2 separate regions of the Mus musculus genome follow, and region 2 is linked to region 1. A link is a contact called in public HiChIP or PLAC-seq data. All regions are on one chromosome and are shown on one strand. The core of a region is the stretch at or near the end of the contact, and the rest is flanking DNA. Distances in the headings are between cores, read along the strand shown.

The links. HiChIP or PLAC-seq counts read pairs in DNA pulled down with a chosen protein or histone mark.
Region 2: a contact with region 1 is called in an H3K27ac HiChIP or PLAC-seq map of large pre-B cells, with 5 times the contacts expected there. The contact joins two enhancer-like sites. A contact is called at or near these places in 3 of 39 promoter capture datasets (hippocampal neurons, liver and pre-B cells) and 2 of 115 datasets of contacts at active chromatin or transcription factors (large pre-B cells and regulatory T cell precursor).

Annotation. Positions count from the first base shown.
Region 1 is chr13:100,758,992-100,765,131 of GRCm38.p6, reverse strand. It overlaps Cenph (centromere protein H), which reads left to right. Exons shown (of 9, transcript NM_021886.2): 6 at 900-963; 7 at 1,531-1,582; 8 at 3,208-3,371; 9 at 4,938-5,458. The coding sequence ends at 5,030. Among named protein-coding and RNA genes, the nearest start is that of Cenph, 14 kb to the left of the region's middle. Within about 2 kb of position 2,256, at least 8 of the 459 cell types and tissues checked have an H3K27ac peak or open chromatin away from gene starts, as enhancers often do.
Region 2 is chr13:102,896,282-102,902,421 of GRCm38.p6, reverse strand. All of the region lies in intron 4 of Mast4 (microtubule associated serine/threonine kinase family member 4), which reads left to right. Among named protein-coding and RNA genes, the nearest start is that of Gm30106, 8.4 kb to the left of the region's middle. Within about 2 kb of position 2,946, at least 173 of the 459 cell types and tissues checked have an H3K27ac peak or open chromatin away from gene starts, as enhancers often do.

The DNA.
Region 1 (6,140 bases), core at 1,007-3,506:
ATGTGCCACCACGCCCAGCTCAATATTTTTTTAAATGCAGTTTTCCGTTAAAGGAGCAAATTTCAAGATAGACTCAGCATACATAGGGGCCCCTCCTGAATAGAAAGCTCAAACAGGCCACACAGTGTCTGTGGTATGTTTTGAAATTTGGAACTGTTAAAATAACCTGAATGAGGTCATCACTAGTGTGGGCATCTCCAGCTCCTGGGGTGGCAGTGCCTTACAGTTCTACATAAGCAAGCCAAAGCCCAATGTCAACAGTAAACAAGTCAGTCGAGTAGTGCCTGACTCTAGAAAAGCATTCAGCTCCTGGAGTCTGCCGTACCCAAGTAGCAGACCTGACCTGCTGACATCAAGTTAGTAAACTTTGGCTGATTTGTTTGTTTGTTTTTTGTTTTGTTTTTCTTTTGAGACAGGGTCTTTGTGTGTAGCCTGGGATGGCCTTGAACTAGTTATGTGGTACAGGGCTGCCTCAAACTCAAAATTCTCTGCCTCACCTTCCTGAGAGGAATTCGTGACTTGTGTCACCATGCCCAGCTTATGCAGTGGGGGGTTAAACTAGAGCCTGGTTCAAATCTTTTCATTTTAGACAGGCACTCTGCCAACTAAGCAACATTGCCAGCCCCAGGGTGGATTATATTTTGTTTATGACTTTGTGTGGATGGGTATCCTGGGTATGTATGCTTGTCTCCGACATGTGTTAAGTGCCTGCAGGGGCCAGAAAAGAATTTCACACCCCTGGAACTGGAGTTACAACGCCACTGTTGTGAGCTATCATTTGGGTGCTGGGTCTCCTGCAAGAGCAGTAAGTACTTCTAACCACCGAGCTATCTCTTGAGGTTCCAGATTTGTTATTATGTAGCTAGAGTGCACAAGTTGTATCTTTGTTTCCTTTGCAGTGTGCTCACAGATGACATGAAGCACATATTAAAGCTACAAAAGTTAATAATGAAGTCCCAGGAGGTAAGCTGGCATGGCTGCTTATGCGATCTTGCTGTCATCTTGCCAGAGCTGTTACACAGGATTGAGAAGTCGGCTGGGCCTGGGTGACTGCAGATCCATCTCCCAAGTTGTTTTATCATAGAGCTTATTTTTTACTGAGGTTACAAGTTACCAACATATTTTAAGTGACTCTCTCCTTCCTTTGGCTTTGTGGAAATAGAGGAATTGAAAAGCCAGCTCTAGGCCAGGTGTTGCTGCATAGGTGCACCTGTGGTCCCAGCACTTAGGAGGTGGAGACAGGAGTTCAGTTGTTCTTGGTTCCAAAGAGAGTTGAAGCTAGCCTGGGCTATTTAAGATACCATCTTAGCAAGACAGCTGGGTTTGGTGGAACATGCCTTTGCCTTTAATCCCAGCATGCAGAATCCATGGCTAGCTACATAGTAGACTTTTCAAAATAAAAACCACACAAACAAAAACAAAGATAAGGGAAATTGGAGCCTAAGAAAATTTGACTATGTGAAACTCAATGATATAAGTATTGTAAATTCACCATTGAGTGATGTGCTGTCATCTACATTTTAACAACAGGAGTCTTCAGAACTGGAGAAAAAGCTGCTTGATGTCAGAAAGAAGAGACTACGTATGTAGGATTTGTTTATTTATGTTTTTCTTACAGTTGCTCTCGAGCGCGCGCGTGTGTGTGTGTGTGCGTGTGCGTGCAGTGCCGCCCCATCCCCCACTCTTCAGATCCCTGAGACAGTCACTACATATAGGGCAGGAATTTTATGTTCAGTAGTTTGGGGGCCACAGGTTGACTCGAGACTGTGACTAAATGTATAGATTGTCTCATTTGTTAAGATTGTAGTCCTTACAAGTTTACTAAATCTAGGATTCTAGATAAATCATTTCACTTGTAAATCATAAAAACTGTGGAAATCCATATTGCCCTTTTAAAAGAAAACTATGGGGATGGAGAGATGGCTCAGAGGTTAAGAGCACTGACTGCTCTTCCAAAGGTCCTGTGTTCAATTCCCAGCAACCACATGATGGCTCACAACCATCTGTAACAGGATGTCTAGTGTATCTGAGATAGCTACAGTGTACTCACATACATAAAATAAATAAATCGGAAGGAAAGAAGGAAGAAAGAAGAAACAAAGAAAACTACAAGAATTTATCTATGTGGGAAAACAGATAACAAAGATACTTGGATTAGAAAAGCAGGCGTCATGCCAGGCAGTGGTGACACACACCTTTGGCCCCAGTACTCAGGAGACAGGCAGGCAGATGTCCTAGTTTGAAGCCAAACTGGTTTACAGAGCAAGTCCCAGGACAGCCAGGGCTACATAAAAGAAACAAGAAGAAAGCACATATGCCCCAGGGGATAGTCTTCTAGTGAAAATAAAACTGAAAGTGGCTAAACATTTATAAGAACCAAGGCCAGAGGATGTAACTCAGTTGAGCTAGTAGAGTTTACCCAACATGCAAGAAGCTGTAAGTTTGGGCTGGACATTCTGGCACACACATGTAATCCCAACACTTGAAAGACAGAGACAGGAGGATCGGGAATATTTTTTAATGGTTCTGCTGTATGTACACCTGCATGCCAGAAGAGGAGGGCATCAGATCTCATTACAGATGGTCATGAGCCACCATGTGGGTGCTGAGAATTGAACTCAGGACCTCTGGAAGAGCAGCCAATGCTCATAACTAATAAGCCATCTCTCTAGCCCTGAGGATCAGGAATTTAAGGCTAACTTGAGCTACAAAGACTCTGTCTCCAGGCTGGAGAGATGGCTCAACGGTTAAAAGCACTGACTACTCTTCCAGAGGTTCTGAGTTCAATTCCCAGCAACCACATGGTGACTCACAACCATCTGTAATGGGATCTAATGCCCTCTTCTGGTGCATCTGAAGACAGTGACAGTGTACCCACATGCATGAAATAAATCTTTTACAAAGGAAAAAAAAAGACTGTCTGAAAAAAAAGAAAAACAGAAACATCAAAATAAAATAAATAACTTCATGACTAGAATAACCAGGAAATACTCTGTTTTATAGTCTTTCATGCATGGTCCCTATTTGTAAAGTTGCACATGTCTTTAGGTAGGTAAGTCTGAGCTCTAGGCTAGGCAGAACTACTTAGATTCTGTCTTTAAAGGAGAAAAAAAAAAAAAACCCAGCCATATATAAATATGTATGTATGTAAACATACAAACACACACATACAGACATACATATATTGTTTTGGTTTTAACCTAACAGAACTAAAGCAAGCTTCAAGAAGTAAGCTTTTAGAAATACAAATCGAGAAGAACAAACAGAAAGAGGATGTTGACAAGATGGAGAATTCTGAAATGATAAAGACCATGAAAAAAAAACTACAGACGGAGATAAAGATCACTACAGTTGTTCAACATACATTCCAGGTAACACTTTTATAAACTAAGGACAGAGGTTGCAGGACACAGTAGCACATACCTATAATCGGACCACTTGGGAGAGAAAAGCAGAGGGTCAGGAGTTCAAGGGTAGCCTGAACTACATGAGACCTTGTCTCAATAAAACAGAAACAGGGGCTGGAGAGTTGGTTGGTTAGTTAGGAGCACTGGCTACAACTCCAGAGGACCCAGGTTCAATTCTCAGTACTTACATTGCAGCTCAGGACTATGTGCATGTAACTATAGTCCCGTGGGATCTGATCTCTTCTTCTGGCTCCCATGGCAATAGGCCTGGTGAGCAAATAGGAATGTAGATTTAAAACAAAACAAAACAAAACAAGCATATAAAATTAATTAATTTTAAAAAGTCAGAAAACAATAATAAAAAATGTCCATCCATCCCCTCCCCCTTCACACACACACACACACACACACCCCGCAGGGTTTCTCTGTATAGCCCAGGCTGGCTATAATAAACTCACAGAGATCTGCCTGCCTCTGCCTCCTGAGTGCTGTGATTAAAGGCATGTGCACCACTGCCCGGCGAGTGTCTCTTCTGTACGCCAATATTTTAAATATTTTTGTACATAACAGCATAGTAACACTTATTCTCTAAAATTTGTAAAAAAAAAAAAAAAAAAAAAACAAACCTTGGATGAACTAACTCTTCAACTCTTGAAAACAAACGGTTTTATTTTTTATCCAGTGCCCCCCACCGCCCACAATTTTTTTGTTTGTTTGTGGGGGGTTTTTGTTTGTTTTTCAAGACAGGGTTTCTCTGTATTGCCCTGGCTGTTCTGGAACTCACTCTGTAGACCATGCTGGTCTTGAACTCAGAAATGTGCCTACCTCTGCCTCCCAAATGCTGGGATTAAAGGCATGTGCCACCACTGCCCACAAGTATTCCTAATGAATAAAACCTGTCCTAGGCTGGGGGTTGGAGAGATGGCTCAGCAGTTAAGAGCACTAACTGTTCTTCCAGAGGTCCTGAGTTCAAATCCCAGCAACCACATGGTGGCTCACAACCATCTGTAATGAGATCTGGTGCCCATTTCTGGTGTGCCTAAAGACAGCTACAATGTACTTATATATAATAAATAAATTAATTTAAAAAGGGAAAAAAAAAGCTATCCTGGGAACCCATACGTGAACACTGGACATACCACTCAGCATTATGGGAAGCAAGGCTGCCGCCTACTTGACAGTGGGAAACAGAGATGGAGCACTCTTTGCTGGGGACTAGTAGGTGCTCAGTAAATTAGATGATGTAGCATAAGTGTAAGCGTGCTGGGGACATAGTGCACAGGGCAGGCACAAAGCCCTGGCTGTGACCCCCAGCCCACGTGAACTGTACATGGTGGCAGGTCCTTGTCATCCTAGCACTGAGTAAGTAGAGGCCGAAAATCTGACGTTCAAGGCTGTCCTCAGCTGCAGAGTTGATGCATAGCAAGTTCAGGGCCAACCTAGGCTACATGAAAACTGTCCAGGAAAAAAAAAATCAGGAAAGGATTAGTCTTGTTAAATTGAGTACTTAGAATTTTTCTTTAATTACAGGGCCTTATTTTGGCGAGTAAAACCAACTGGGCAGAGGACCCTGCCCTCAGAGAGACAGTGCTGCAGCTGGAGAAGGACCTCAACACGCTATGAGAAGAATCCCGCAGTTTAAAATTGGCTTTGTGACCAATCTGTCATTTAAATAGCCGAGTTCATGGGAAATGTAAATGGTGTTTTTGGAACCACTCTGCTGCTTCAGTTTTGGGGTTTTGAGTTGATGTGACACAGAACCTTTCGTTTTAATTGTGCTCATTAAAGTGGCATCCTCTGCAGGAGTCTGGCCGTGGAGGCCTTGGAAAGAAGCGGGCGGTCCTGCTGCCACCGGATGTGCATCTCCTTGCCAACGTTTCCCCGTGACCCCTTTTGGAATATGCTTATGCATCTGCACGCTGTGCAAAGTTGTGTGTGTTAAGTAAGGTTGTGTCTTCTTTTCTCCTTCTCTACTTAGCATGCATTTTACTTTTATAACTTAAGGAATAAAAAGAATAAACATTACTGCATTATTAACTAAAAAAAGAATACTTGCAGGACTGGAGAGATGGCTTAGTGGTTAAAAGCACTCACTGACTGCTCTTCTCAGGGACCCAAGTTCAGTTCCCAGCACCTACATGGCAGCTCACAACCATCTCTAACTCCAGTTCCATGGAATCTAACACCCTCTTCTGGCCAGTCAGGCACCAGACGTGTGTGTGAAGCTCATATGTACGTACGTACATACATACATACATACATACATACATACATACATACATACATACGTTTTACATGCATGCAAAACACACATACATATAAACAAATGTTTTTTTTAAATTAAAAATTTCCCTCCAAACACTACTGAGATTTCCAAAACCAGACCATGGAGTCTATAAAAGGGAGTAAGAACCCCAGTCTCATAGCTCGTGACAGACGTGTGTGCTTCTGTCATCGTCTGGTCCCCTAGATTCGAAGTATGCCATACAGTCCAGTTATGTGAGCAAAGGGGCCACCACACGAAAACTACACAAGCCAAAGGAAAGCTGCTTAGGAGAGGCGGGCCAAGCTCCAGTCACAGAAATGGATTTACCGTTTTTATTTTTAAAAATTCTTTTTTTTTCCCCCCGGGCAGTTGTGGCGCACACCTTTGATCCCAGCACTGGGTGGCAGAGGCAAGCAAATCTCCTCTGATCTAAATAACTTTAAAAGTCCCACAGTCTTTACATATTC
Region 2 (6,140 bases), core at 1,697-4,196, 2.1 Mb before region 1:
CCTGGATCCCGTCAGCACCTCTGTTCTAGTGCCTTTTCTCTTCCTATTGGATTAAGATCTTGGGGAGGAGGAGGTCAGGCATCCTGCAGCCCATGGGTCCTCTGGGTCACGTGCTGCTGAGTTTCCGAATGGGCCTTTGCTTGACCTGAGGTGGCCTAGAGCAGCGGTTCCCAACCTTACTAATGCTGTGACCCTTATGTTGTTGCTGCTTCATAACTGTAATTTTGCTATGTTATGAATCATTAGGTAAATGTCTGATAATGCAGAGTATATGACAAGCGACCCCTGTCGAAAGGTTGCTTGACCCTGCCACTACGCCAGCAGGCTTGGACGCGCTTGATCTTTTACTTTCATGTTCCAAAATCTGGCACGTTGTCATTGATATAATGGCAAGCTCCAAACCCAAGTGACAGCCAGATCACCAAATCACCAAAATCTTTATCCACGCCAACTCATACTCTGCTCTGCTTTAATCCCTTCAAGGAAATTCTCCTTTTTTTTTTTTTTTTTTTTTTTTTTTTTGACACTTCAACTTGTATTTTTCTGAGGACTCCAACTTGTAAAAACCAAGAAATAAAAGAAGTTTTGTTGCTACTGTTTTTTCTCCCCCCTTCAACCTTTTTGCTAAATTTACATTACTTGGAGTTGTTCTGAGTAGCAGGTACATGCAAGGATTTTTTTTAACTGTCATAATTAACAAAATATATTGACTCTTGATGAACACCTGCCTGCAGAAACATCCAGTGGAGGAGGGGGGGTTGTTCGTTCGTTTGATCATGCATATATGAGAAAGGTGGAAAATGGATTTTTTTTTCTGCCCCAACATTCAGTGCTTAAAGCTGTTGATAAGTTTGTACTCACCTCTTTTATTGAAAGACCGGTACAATTGACATCTGTTCAGTACCTAGCATGTATCTATGTGACCCAAAGCTGAAAGCCTCATGTGTGCCTTCTGCAAAACCTGCCAGGAAAGCCTTGTAAACCAGAGCTGTGGGGTATTTCCAAGGTGCAATAGGCCCCACGCATGCTCAGTGCAAAGGAGAGACTTGGATCTAGGAGTCCAGGAGAGGCACCATACACAAAAGGCCACAGTTCAGGACTTCTGAAAGATGCAGGGCTATTTCTCGGAGAGCATAGTGCCTTCCCAGAGGGAATAGAAATGGTGCGGACCAAAGCTCAGTGGCTGTGGTCAGAGAGAGGTCAGAGAGAGAAGACTGCACACATTGCTGGAGCAAGAAAGACCCTAGATGGAGCTTGCTGGGTACCAAAAACTGTAAGACAGCAATGAGGAGGCGGCTGGATCTGAATTTAGTACACCTGGGTTTATCTCTGGCCCCTGTGGTGTTGGGCAAGTTTACTTTCTTGAACTTCAGCGTCTCCATCTTTGAAATAGGGATAAGTAAGTTACTTATTGAGTTGTGTGTGTGTGTGTGTGTGAGCTTCATGACTGTTTCCTTTCATCCTTACCAAGGCTCACCCTGCTTGCCTCACATCTCTCATCAGCTCCAGCCTGGCTAATACGGCCTTTATTTTTCCTAATGCAATTACCGGCGAATAAAAACAATGAATAAATCTTAGCTGTTGACATCACCACGGTCATGACGGCATGGGTAGTCAGCAGCGTGGCTGAGGAGAGCTGAAGTAGCCTATCCTTAATCCAGTGGGGAGAGAAAGGGGGTGACTAGTGAGTGACTCTGGGGAGCTCCGGCCTGGAAGCAGGGTGAGATCTTCACACCAGTCAGTCAGTCATTAAACCATTGCATCGGCCTAGCTGAAACTTTGTAAGGTTTACAGAAAGGATCTGCTACCTGGGAGAGAAGTTAAGGATGTGAACTTCTTAACTTGATAGGAGCCAGTCAGTGAGCCATTGTCCTTGGACAAGCAAGGATTCCACCGTGGCCCTGGAAAGTGGTTTTGGCTTGAGGGCCATCTGGGTGGTAGTCAGCAAACACGCAAACGTGGGGAATGGGAGAAGGCCGGTTGGAGCGGGGGTAGTAGGGTGGGGGGGATGGATACCTGGAGTTGCTTCTTGTATCCCCCTCCTCCCACACACACAGTTAAAACCACATTTGTGGAGTTTTGATTCTGTTTGAAGGACCACTGGGAATTCATTCCTGCCTTCCGTTCATGCTGAGGCAAGGACTACAGTAGTGAATAAGTCAGCCTCACCAGTAAACAGATATCTAAAGAAGCCCATTGCCAAATTGGGGTCAGTGTTCCGACAGCTGCAAGAGTGTGGAAGGGAGAGAGAGAGAGAGAGAGAGAGAGAGAGAGAGAGAGAGAGAGAGAGAGAGAGAGGGAGAGAGGGAGAGAGGGAGAGAGAGAGAGAGTAACCTTGTGGGTGTGGAGTGGGGACTGCTTTAAATAAAGAGGCTAGGGAAGTCCCTTTGAAAAGGTAATATTTAAAGGGAGGCTGAAGACTGTGAGAAACATTTGGGGGGGGGGCAACTGTCTGGCAACATCAAAGTCTCTTGAGGCAGGAAGGACAAAAAGAAAGTCCCCAGACAGGAAGTTGAATTTAGGTATAGGGCATTGACCTGGAAACCATCATTTATACCATGGGAGGTGTAGATTATCTTAGTCTGGAAGAAAAACAGCGTCATTGAAGGAATGGGCAGAGATGACTTTCAAGGGGATAAGTCCCCCAAGAGTGAAGGGTGGCCTGTGTGCATGCGTGCGTGAGTGTTGTCTCTGGCTCACACAGTGGGGAGACCATCAGTGCCCCCAGCATCAACAGTTGTCCAGTGGTACTCTGAGTTGTCATTTGACCAGCACGGTTGGTGTGAAGCAAGGAAATGCAGATTGGGTGGTGACCACCTTTTGTGGGCAGATAAACCCAGAGGTCATGCATCGTGGCACCAAGCCTTATATGTTCAGGCAGCCCAGGAGCCTCGTTCCTGAATCACATCCCCTTACTCACCGTCTGCTCACCCCATGGGCTGCTCCATCACCAGAGTTGGCAAGGGCAGAAGTTTCCTTTTCACATCCTCCCTGGAAGTTCAAGTTCCTCCCACAGCCTGTGAACCTCGCCTCCCCTCCTCTCCCCTCCCCTCTCCTCCCCTCCCCTCTCCTTCTCTTCCCTCTGAGCTTGCTGCTGGAGTTTCACTTTAAAGCCTTGACTCAGCTGGGTGCGGTAGCCTACACCTGTAATATCAGCAGCACTCTGGTGGAAGAGGCAGGAGGATTGCTGCATGTTCAGGCTATTTGGTCTATGGGACAAGTTTTAGGCTAGCCGGGGCTATACTGTGAGACCCTGTCCGCAAACAGACATATGAACCCACATAAAGCCCCGGATCTTCTTGGGCCTAATTCCCCTCACTGTTGGCTCCCTCCTGAGCCCTGGCACCAGGCCGTTTCTCAGCAGCTGGTTCCACAGGTGGCCGAAACCAGGCCCCACTTGTGGCTCCTCCTCGCCTCTCCACGCCTGACCTGCGGGCTAGGCCCCTCCCTGAGTCCCTGAGCCATTTCCTCCCACTCCTGGCCTTGCCCAGGCCTGTTTCATAACTGCTTCCTTTCATCCCTCTCCTGTCTTCACGTTCTCCACTGTGCCTTGCCTATTGCTGCAGGACTCGCCCTGTCATCCTCTCATCCAGTCAGCTCCAGCTTGGCTAATGTGCCCTGAAGCTGCCTTGTAGAGCTCACCCCTCCTCCCCGGCCCTGCCACACCGTGCCCAGCCTTTTCCCCGAATAATTCATCCAGGGAAGAGAGGGCTCTACTCCAAGACTTTGGTATATACGGCTCTTGCTGCTGTCTGCTGAGAGCCTGGGTTTCCGCCTAGCATAGGGAGTTCTGACAGTCTCTGCAGTTCCCCCTTAAGGCTGACCAGATCGCAGCAATCAGGAGAACAAAGGCAGGTGGATTCTCAGAGTTCAAGGCCAGCCTGGCTCAGAATGGGAGCTCCCAAGTTGTCACTGCTGCCCTGTAATGTTCAGGTGTATGGTGATGGAGGAGGAGGCAGAGCAGTGAGGAATGTATAAAGTGAAAAAAGTGGGTTTCCAAAAAAAAAAAAATGCATTGGAAATAATCGATGAGGACATGGAAGCTTATGCTTTGGAGAAGGAGTCACAGCTCTTCACCCTGTAACTAGGCAGTGCGTTTGTGCTTCTCTGGCTGGCTGCTTTAAGGTCCAGGATACTGGGACAGGGAGGTAGGATATGAGAAAGAATGTGTTAGTCTTTTATGGCTTTGCCTGGTTTTCTTTACAAATATATCTGGTATCAGGAGTTTAAATAGTATCTTTTAAAGCAGGGGAGTCATAAGCTTTGCAATAGAGACTAAAAAGCTGGTAGATATTGGTATCAAAAAATCCTTAGTCCCTATGGGTCTGTAGAGGAAGAAGGCTTGGAACTGGGCTGGAGCTATACAACTCTGTGGGGAGTCTTCTGTGTATTGGTTAGAATAAAAGTAGCTCTTCCCTTGGAGAGATTCCGATTGGACCCTCCCCAGCAGGGTCCGGAGCACGCCCAACTCTAGTGTGAGCACACACAGAGGTATTTTATTTTAACCTGTCTTATCTTCACTAGATGTCATCTAGTCATTTGAGTGTGACATCATGGTAACTGAATAATCGCTTTGAAAGTTAAGGAGGAGAGCCAAGATGTTTTTAAAAAGGGCCTGGGGCCACGGGGATGAAAGTGGATGGGTGGTGTCCATAACTTTGTCTATTGGAAGCCATCACTCTCTATGAGTAGAGCTGGCTATGTATTAATAGTCACGAACGTGTTTTTCATGACACATGGGTACACTTTGTAACGAGAGAAATCTCTAAATAAAAGTTCACACGGGCTGTTAATTTTTTGAAGTTCCCATACTTTCTGTTTTCTTTTCCCTCTATCTGCCTGGAAATTAGGGAGTTCCGTCAAGGACTCAGCGGTAAATTTTTAAAATGTTGACCTTAAGCTTTGTTATAGAATAGCAGGACCTGAGGGGGTTTTAGCTGTTGGGGACTGATATCAAACTGAACAGTCATATTGTTTTGTCATAAAGAAAAAAGGAACTTAGTATAAACTTTAGGCTTTGGTCAGTATTTGAATGTAAAATGGATGGCTACGAATAGACAATTGTTAGTGTTTATCTCATTTCTTAAGCACCCTGTTGGTTGCTTTATTATAGAACCCTGGGGAATTTTCTATTCTGCTCCTATTTGGGTCTTCAATTTATCAATGACCCTGGTTTTGTTAGTGTAGTGTCTTTTATCCACTATAATTGCAGGCAAAGTGCAGATCTCAACATAAACCTCAACCTCTTTAGAGCAGAGAACCAGCTCTCCATGAGTCTGGGAAGTTTCTAACCTGACATGGAAGTTCATGTCTTTTAGACTAATGACTTAGGTTCCCAGCAAATTGCCTGGGCGGAGCGAGCCACCTGATGGGTCATATTTGGATCTTGCTGAGATCACAGCCGATAGCCATAGGCTTCGAGGGGAGAAAGCTGAGCTCAGCAGGCCCATTCTTCACCATGAGAAATATAGATGCTCGTTTAGCCATGTTTGTTCTAATTTTAAATATTACAGCACAAGTTTATGTCTCAGGATTGACTATGCCACCTCCTTAAGAGTCACCCTTGGAGGATTACCTACACACTGCCAAGCTTCTTGGCTGTTAAATCTGAAGGAAGTCACAGCACCTGTAGCTTACCTAAAAAAACAACAAAAAACAAAAAAACAAAAAAAACAACGTATATTCCCCATTCACATACAACATGTGTGTCTTGTGGAATGCAGCATGCTAGATGTCTCTACCTTGGAAATTACAGTTATTAAATGTTTTCTTTTATAGATTCATGGAGGGCTGGGATTAAGAGAGTATGTCTGTCATGGGAAAAGCTACCACCTGAATAAAGCTCTCTAGGAAATGCCAAATGAACCCTTTGTACTGTAAAACAATAGCCATTAAGTGGCTATTATGTAATGTTCTTTCCCAAGTCTGAGTTTAAGGACTTGTTGATCTTGGACCTGGAGAAAGAATTCCTGTAAAAAGTATTCCTTTTACTTGGCTAAACTCTAGACTTTGGATGCAAAGATCAAAAGCATTTTCCAAATAGGCTACCTGAATCAAACATCAAGCACCTTACTTAATGGTAGATGGAGTCAGTCTGATTTTTGCGTATAAGGATCAAAGTTATTTACCTACTATCTTTC